2 separate regions of the Sus scrofa genome follow, and region 2 is linked to region 1. The links are chromatin contacts, called in public Hi-C maps. All regions are on one chromosome and are shown on one strand. The core of a region is the stretch at or near the end of the contact, and the rest is flanking DNA. Distances in the headings are between cores, read along the strand shown.

Region 1 (3,674 bases), core at 626-3,125:
AGAATAATTGCCAATCTTGTAAATTATGGAATTCTCACCCTTTTACAGGATTCATCAAATATTGTTCAGGATTAGGAACCCTCTGAAAGATGGAGAGTGATGGCAGCACCTTCAATCAATGTGTAAGTATCAGAAAAAGATGTTTTTCTGACGTTTAGATAAGTGGATATAAATTCTTTCTAGATACAGATGTACCTCAGAGATACTGCAGGTTCAGTTCCAGACTGCCACAACAAAGCAAATATTATGATAAAACAAGTCACTCACGAATTTTTTTTGTTTCCCGGTCCATATAAAAATTATGGTTACGCCAAACTTATATTTACACTATACTGTAGCGTAACTGTGGAACAGCATTATGTCTAAAATATGCTAACCATCATCTAAGCCTTCAGCAATTTGTATTAGGAACATCAAACATCTCAGATCACTGTGACAAATACAATAATAATGAAAAAGTTTGAAATATTTGGAGAACCACCAGAATATGACACAGACATGAAGTGAGCAAATATTGTTGGAAAAATGATGCTGATAGACTTGCTCAGTGCAAGCTTGCCACTTTGTAAAAGACACAGCATCTGCAAAGCGCAATAAATGAGGTCTGTCTGTATATGGATATAAAAACAGATTCCAGTATTTTCTTCCTATATCTTCACAAATTTGCTTGACCCAATGGAGAGATTCTGCCCCCATAGGAGGCTTCCCAACTTCTGTAGGCTTTATTTCCTGGGAGGAAGTAAAGTACCACCCATAGCCTTCCTTTCTAGTCCTCACCACTCAGGAATGCTCCTTATTAAACCAGACTCAGAAACTCAATGTGTCTGCTCTGAGTCACTGAAAGTGTTCCTGAAATATGACATCTGCAGCGTTAGGGAGAGCAGAACTTTGTTGTGTGGCATTTAAACTTTCAGCAGGATCACAGAACGTCTGTTATTTCAAGTTGGACTCGATTATTTCTTTTTTAACTGCCAGACTTTTAGACCATACAATACCAGCTTTCTTCAAATGTAACTCTTAAGTTCCTTTTATGGTAAAGTTTAATACTGCGAACATATGGAGGGCCTGAACGTCTGCCAAATGTTTTAAAAGACAAGGTTATAAATACCCCGGCAGCGAGCTTTGTTCCTTAATGTATGGCTCTGTTACTCGGAGTCAACGTGGAAGATAAATCAGAACATAGAGCTGGCTTGGGCATTAACTTGATATTTCTGGCAAGTATTCATAGTTTCTCATTTGAGAGAGAAAAAGAAAAGTGGTTGTTCTGAGGTAACATTAACAGAATGCAAAAAAAAAAAATTATAAAAAAGTAGAACGCGGAATAACAGCTTAAATAAAACATCTAAAATGTGAATACACAGTCCAATTTTCTCACCAAAAAATTGAAGCGTAAGGAGTCATCATAAAGCCCATGGGATTGGAAATGATACTCTTTGCCCTGTTCCCCTCGGTTTGGATACCACTCAGTGTAATTTGTAATCGATCTCCCCATCCCACCGCAAGCTCAGCTCTTCACTAATCCCCAGGGCCCTGTTCTCAAGTGTCCCTCTGCCCAGACTTGGGCTGGTTCCCGCCTGACTCAGCTCAGGACCCACTATGGTCATTTCTCTGATTCTGCTGATTTTCCCTAGAAACAGGACTTTGCTGACCTGCCCTTGCTCTCCCGAGACCAGACACAGTTGGTCCCCTTTGTGGCTGGGCTGACAGTCAAAAGGGCCCTTACCCATTCCACGACATAGGATGCACTGTGTCAAGGCTGGGCCTAACATGTATTTGAGACGAGGCCTCTTGGGTGAATAAACCTCAGCATGGGATAAGGAAGGCTCTTTGCATGAACTTTTCAGGTCACTGGGATAATGTTTAATGATTCATGTCCTCCTCACAGTAAGTGCACTTAGTACCCTGAATGGCTTAATGTAGCTTCCAATGAGCCCTGGAACAGCCTGAACTGAACTCATTTATGTGTCAGGATGTGATTAAGGGCAGAAAGCTGCAAAAGGTATCAAGGGAACTTCACTAAGGTTCTTTTTCTCTGCTTCCTGGAGGAGATTTTTTGTTCTTTGGCACATACTGTCTAAGCCTAAACTGCATCTCTAAAATGGGAATAATAACAAACCTGGCTTGCTTACGAATATGGAAATAAGACTCATATGACATGAGGCATGAGACAGCTCAGAAGAGCCTGAAAAGTGCTCTTGCTATGTGTATAAATGAGCCAGGGTTTGCTGCTGTAACAAAGAACCTTCAACTCGGAATGAATTACAAACAGAATTTGATTTTTCACACATGATACATGTTGTCTGTGGGTTTCTTGCCACTCTGCTCCAAGGGTCTGCTTCACTCCAGGATGCAGGGTAACCCCCTACCTAGGAATTGTTTTCTAGTAGTGGAGGAGGAAAGCAAGAGTACAACCCCATGGTGGTTCTTAAACCTTCTGCTCCAATGTAGCATGTGTCAAATCTGCTCATATTTCATTAGCCAAAGCAAGTCGTGTTAACAGACCCGACCTCATGTTGGTGAAAGATTATACATATCTCATAGGAAAACAACAACAACCAAAAACTGTCAAAATTCTCCCCTCTGCCTTACCTGTAGCCCTTGAACAGTTATGATGAAGTAGCGTAGAAAAAAGGGACTCATCTGAAATTCAATAGACATGGAAAGAATAGAAGATGAGAGGTTTTATGGATAAAATTAGAGCAAAAAAAAGAAAAGGAAAAGGTAATAAGGAATGAAAAGAGAAAAAGAAAGAGAATAAAATATCATATACAACACTTCTGTCCCAGAATGTGTGAAGGAGATGTTGCATTTCATAGCACAAGATTAGAGCAGCCTTCTTAGTAAAAACCAGAGCTCACACTGTGAATGATCTGTCAGTGATTGTGACAACTTTCATTAGACTCCGGGTCTCCCTGATCCTTGGTTACTTGGCTATAAAATGAGAAGAATGCAGGCAAGGGCATCTCATAAGTTTCAGTGAGAAAAACAGATATGAAAGTATACATCTTAGAACTATCAGGCAGAAATAGATATTAAAGCAACATTTTGGAAGAGGTTATTTGGTTTTGCGTACTCCAACAATAATCTGGATAGAAGGACCTGTTAGCAACCAGTCGTTCTCTCCTTCCACCTGCCCAGCCATCAGCCACCAAGTCGGCCACACATTTATCCAACCTACATTTTCCTATATCAACAATTTAAAAAATGTAAGGCTCCATAAAGAAAACAGAAGTTTTTGCTGAAGAAGCAAAACAGAAGTATAGCTGGCAAGTAGTATAGTCATATTCATAATTAAACACATCTAATTCTGAACAATATTCACTATATGCACATTTTTTTTTCTGCAGCATTGATGAGGAGAGGAAAAACTCAGAAACTGGCTGCACAAAGCTCAGAATGATCCCTTTCCCTGAATATACTTGTCTCTCAGTCTGTCTGAAGTTTCCCTCAGACTCACGTCTGTTCCCTCTGCCTAGAAAATTCCTCCCTTGTGGGTAAGCACAACTAACTTCCTCACTTTCTTCAGATCTCTGCTCAGAAGTTACCTTATTAGAGATTCTTTATTGACCATTTTGTAGAAAATAACAATCCTTCAGGATAAGAGTGTGTGTGTATGTCTCTGTGTATGTATGATTTCCAAAAGGACAGAGACATATATTTTGGTTGTTTTACAC
Region 2 (4,253 bases), core at 397-2,896, 1.3 Mb after region 1:
TGGTCAGGATCACTGCCTCCAGGAAGAGGAAGTGGGAAGCTGGGGTCTGGAATGGAGGGAGATTCATGCTTTTGCACCCTTTCCATTTTTTTATAGATGCCTTCAAAAGTATGAATGTGTAAGCCCCCTGTTCAGAAAGAAATGATTTTTACTGCTTTGCCAGCTTAATGGAAATACAGCACTCACTCAAGGAGAAGCCCAGCAGGGACAGAGGTGGTGCCCCTGACGGAGGTCCCTCTACCTCCTCTCCGCAGAGGAGCAATAAAGGGACATCACATTTGAATCTGTGTCCACAGTCCCTGAAAGAGACTAGCCATGGCTCCAGGGTCTTTCCCTATTCCCTGGAGAGGAATCGGCTCCAGGCCCAGGACTTGGATGACAGAGAGAGGCCTGCAGACCCTCCCCTCTAGTTGGAGAAATGACCTTCTCATCCTGGAGAGTGCTCTAGAACTTTCTATAGCTCCCTACTGCCTCTAGGAAGGCTGCCTGCCCTCACTCACTGTCTCCCTCTGGGCCAGCGTCTGGACCAATAATAGAGTAAGGGGAGCTGGGGATAAAAGGCTCCTCCTAGCTCTAAAAACGTGAAGCCCCCCTTGCTCCAGACCCCCCTGCCTTCCTCCTCAAAGCCCCCCCTTTTCCTGCTCCTCGGAGCATCCCACGTGGCCCTGAACCCCTACACCACCTACCCAGGGTCCACAGAGACTCACACCTAACAGGCTCACATTTAGATCTTCTTACACTATAATGGGCCAGTATGTACTTTAGCCGAACACCTCAATAGCACATTTACACACCCGTCTCAGATTTCAGAGGTCCATACTCTGTGGCCTCGGAGACCTTCCAGTGGCAGTTCTCTCCAAGTTCAGCATCCTGGGGGCACTTCATCCAAAGGCACAGTCAGGGGGCCCCAGGGAGGGCCAGCTTCAGTCAGTGTGTGGCCTGGGTCTCTGAACACTCCCATTTAACTCCCCCGCAACACACACACACACACCCCGATGCAGCCGGTAGGTGGGCTTCATCTGGCTGCTGGCTGCCATTCGGCCCTACGGTTTTGTCCCCTCTTGGGGTGGTGGGGCTGAAAGGGCCACTGGAGAAAAAGCAGGCTGGGGTTGGGGCGAGGGGGTGATGAATTCACTTCCGGACGCATCAGATCAAAGGTGCCTGTGAGGGTGTCCAGGGGGAGGGTCAGGGGGCGGCAGGATGGACGCTCCAGTGCCACAGGGTGGGCATCTCCTCCGGAGAGAAAAGACCCAGAATCAAATGCAGAGTCTTCTGCTGAACCCATAGCAAGAGAGAAAGGAGAAGGGAAGGAGGGAGACTGCAGGGAGGAAGGAGGAGTCGCTAGCTCGGACCGGACAAACGAAGGGACCCGGATCTGTTGGGTACCTCGTTCCAGGGCCGGTGACCCATAAGAACCCGAAACCAGAAGGCGTGGGCCGGAGGCGTGGCCGCCAGGGGAGCGCGCAGCGCCGCTTCGCGGGCGAGCAAACTGAGGCGGGAAGGGCGGTAGGCCTCAGCGCGTCCCACCTTCCGCAGGGCCGGGCGGCTCCCCGCGGTGACCGCCGCGAGGGCAGCGGAGACTGGAGTAAGGGGCTGGTGCGGAGCCGAGACCGCGCAGCGTTGGCGGGCTGCTCGCGGGGGGCGCGGCCGCAGCACCGCCGGGAGGCGCGGCTCGCTGGGCTGAGCGGGGCGGGGCCGGGCCGGGCGGGGAGGCGGGCGGGCGGCCGCGTGGCCACAGCACCACCTGGCGGCCATAGGGGCGAAGGTCGCCGCCGTTGCCAGCCGGGGCTTCCCGGTACCCCACCTGACCCCGCCAGCACCAAAACGGCTGCCCTCAGGCCCCAGGCAAAATTCCCCCCGTCTACGTATTTAAAAGCGGACCGCATGGACCCGTTGCTGTCACATACACCCCCCCTCCAAAGAGAATGGGCATTCTCTCCTTGAGATCTTAGCTCTTCTCCCAAACAGTGATGCCTAAATGCAGAATCTCACATTCGTGTGACCCCCGTCCTCACCCGACCTCACTTTAAACTCAGGCAGCGGAGGGTGTCTGAAAGCTCCCTTTTACTGTGCTGAGTTTAAGGTCCTAAAGGCAGAACCCACTTCCCACCCTGGCCATCCTAATAATAGCTAAGGGGCACTTCCTTCCTCAGTGCCAGGGGCTCTTCTAAGCAATTTCCAGGTAAGATTCCCACATAGGCCTACTGTTATCTGCATATGAATGAGGTCGCTGAGGCGCAGAGAGGCTTAGGAACTTGCCCAAAGTCACACAGTTAGAGGGGAAGGTAGGATGTTAATCTACGCAGTCTTGATTCCGAAAGAGGAAAGGGCATAAAAAAGGAATGGGGTGTGGTGGGAAAAAGAAAATTCTCGTCTAAGACAGGGCGGTCCTGGAGTGCTGGAGCCCCTATTTTGTGGAGGGTCCAGGGCATCTTATTTCAAGTTCCCTGGTATCGGGGGACAGGCCATGAGCATGAGTGAACTGCCCAGGCCAAGGCTTAGAGCAGCTAGATGGAGCCATGGGGAGGGAGTGGGAGTTCTCTCCCCACCCACCACCCACCCAGGCCTCTGTCCATCTGCTGGCCTATGGGTGGTCCACAAGGCAGGAGAAGGAAAGCAGCTTCAGGGAAGAACTAAGCATGGAGCATGTGCCTGTCAGAATGATTTCTCCAAGCTCCATCAATGCCTCCAGCACAGGGACTCGCTGTGCCCTCACTTTCAGCTGTGGCCCTCCCTTACCTGTGTCCAACGTGTGCCACACATGCAAGAGCAGAATCCTCACTGGCTGCCTGATTCCTTTGTCTGGCCTCCAGCACAGGAGAACTGAGTACCTTTCCGAGCTTTTTCCTCCAAGCTTTCCGGTCAATCTGTTATAAACCCACCCAGGTCCCTGCACACCTCCCCGCCCCACCCCACCCCCACCCCCACGTGGTGTCTGCAGGCTGCAGAGCTGAGCCTGGTGCATCGGAGGGGCTAGCAGGGGAGGGAAGGGAAACTAGAGCAAGAAAGCGGGGCCACTGCAAGCCTAGGCTTCCAGGCTTGACCAGAAGCATCCTTGAGGTGGAAAGACGAGCACAGAATCCAGTTTCCCATTCAAGAGTAAGTGCTGTTGGAAACGAGGCAAGGCCTCCACTGTGCCAGCGGGGCCCCACAGCCCCAGGACCGAGAGAGGGGTGAATCTTGGAGAGATCTTGGAAAAGGAAGAACAAGAGGGGAGGGTGTACCATTCACACATATCCCATCAGTCTGATTGTCCCCTGCTGTTACCACTACCCTAGAGGCAGAGGCCAAACTGAACTGCTTCGCTGAGTTTCTCTGCCCTTCTCTCTTATGGGAGCTTGCCCAGCAATTCCCCCAGAAAATCCCAGAAATGAAGCAGGAGTGTGTCCACACTCAGACAGACTCTCACCTTGGTTATAAACGGCTGGACCTTGGTGCAAGGATGCTGGCGGGTGGGATCTGTGGATCCATGGGGACAGGAAGAGTGTGGAACCAGCAGGAAAGAGGCCTGGGGGACCCCTTTGATGCCTTCCTAGAACTGGTCATGCTTCTCCCAGCAGCCTCAGGGCCTTTGCACATGCAGCTCCCTCTGCCCAGGCTGTTCTCTGCTCACCCCTTTCACCCCCTAAATGATAAGGCTTTTTTCACCCACAGGAAAAAGTCTCTCTTTCTCAAGAACACTTTCCAGAAGCATGTCTCCCATGAACCTTGTGTCAAGCATCAAGGCAGCAGGGATCAGGTAGTTTATGTGGGGTTCTGAGGCCAGGACTGTGACAGGTGGATTATTTGGGAGAGGTTTGGGGGGAGTGAGGGAGTGGGGAGAGCAACACGGGGAGAAGAAAAGAACATTAAAGATGTGGGGGGAGTTCCATCGTGACGCAGGGTAACGATCGACAGGACATGAGGTGCGGGTCGGTCCTGCCTGCTCAGTGGGTACGATCCGGCGTGCGTGAGGTGGTGTAGGTACAGACGCGGCCGGATCCTGCGTTGCTGTGGCTCGGTGTAGGCGGTGGCTACAGTCGATAGACCTAGCTGGAACTCCATATGCCGAGGAGCGGCCAAGAAATAGCAAAAAGACAAAAAAAAAAAAAAAAAAAAAAAAAAAAAAAAAAAAAGATGTGGCTGGGCAACAGGGCTCTGCTGGAGCCTCCTGGGAGCAGTGAGAAGGTTCCAGAATTGGCCCCCTGAAGACAGGAGGCTGGAGCGATTACCCACCAGCTCCTGACCCCGCTGGTTGAGGGTTGCCAGGGGGT

What was found. Hi-C and Micro-C count contacts between places; a contact is called where the count stands out from the background.
Region 2: a Hi-C map of retroperitoneal adipose tissue shows a contact between it and region 1, with 1.8 times the contacts expected there. The contact joins two enhancer-like sites. A contact is called at or near these places in 4 of 47 Hi-C or Micro-C datasets (embryonic fibroblasts, mesenteric adipose tissue, retroperitoneal adipose tissue and 1 more).

Annotation. Positions count from the first base shown.
Region 1 is chr6:25,710,361-25,714,034 of Sscrofa11.1, forward strand. No RefSeq gene overlaps it. Among named protein-coding and RNA genes, the nearest start is that of CDH11, 160 kb to the right of the region's middle. Within about 2 kb of position 1,876, at least 12 of the 83 cell types and tissues checked have an H3K27ac peak or open chromatin away from gene starts, as enhancers often do. A contact at or near this core is called in retroperitoneal adipose tissue, where this site is marked.
Region 2 is chr6:27,036,210-27,040,462 of Sscrofa11.1, forward strand. No RefSeq gene overlaps it. Among named protein-coding and RNA genes, the nearest start is that of CDH5, 70 kb to the right of the region's middle. Within about 2 kb of position 1,647, at least 27 of the 83 cell types and tissues checked have an H3K27ac peak or open chromatin away from gene starts, as enhancers often do. A contact at or near this core is called in retroperitoneal adipose tissue, where this site is marked.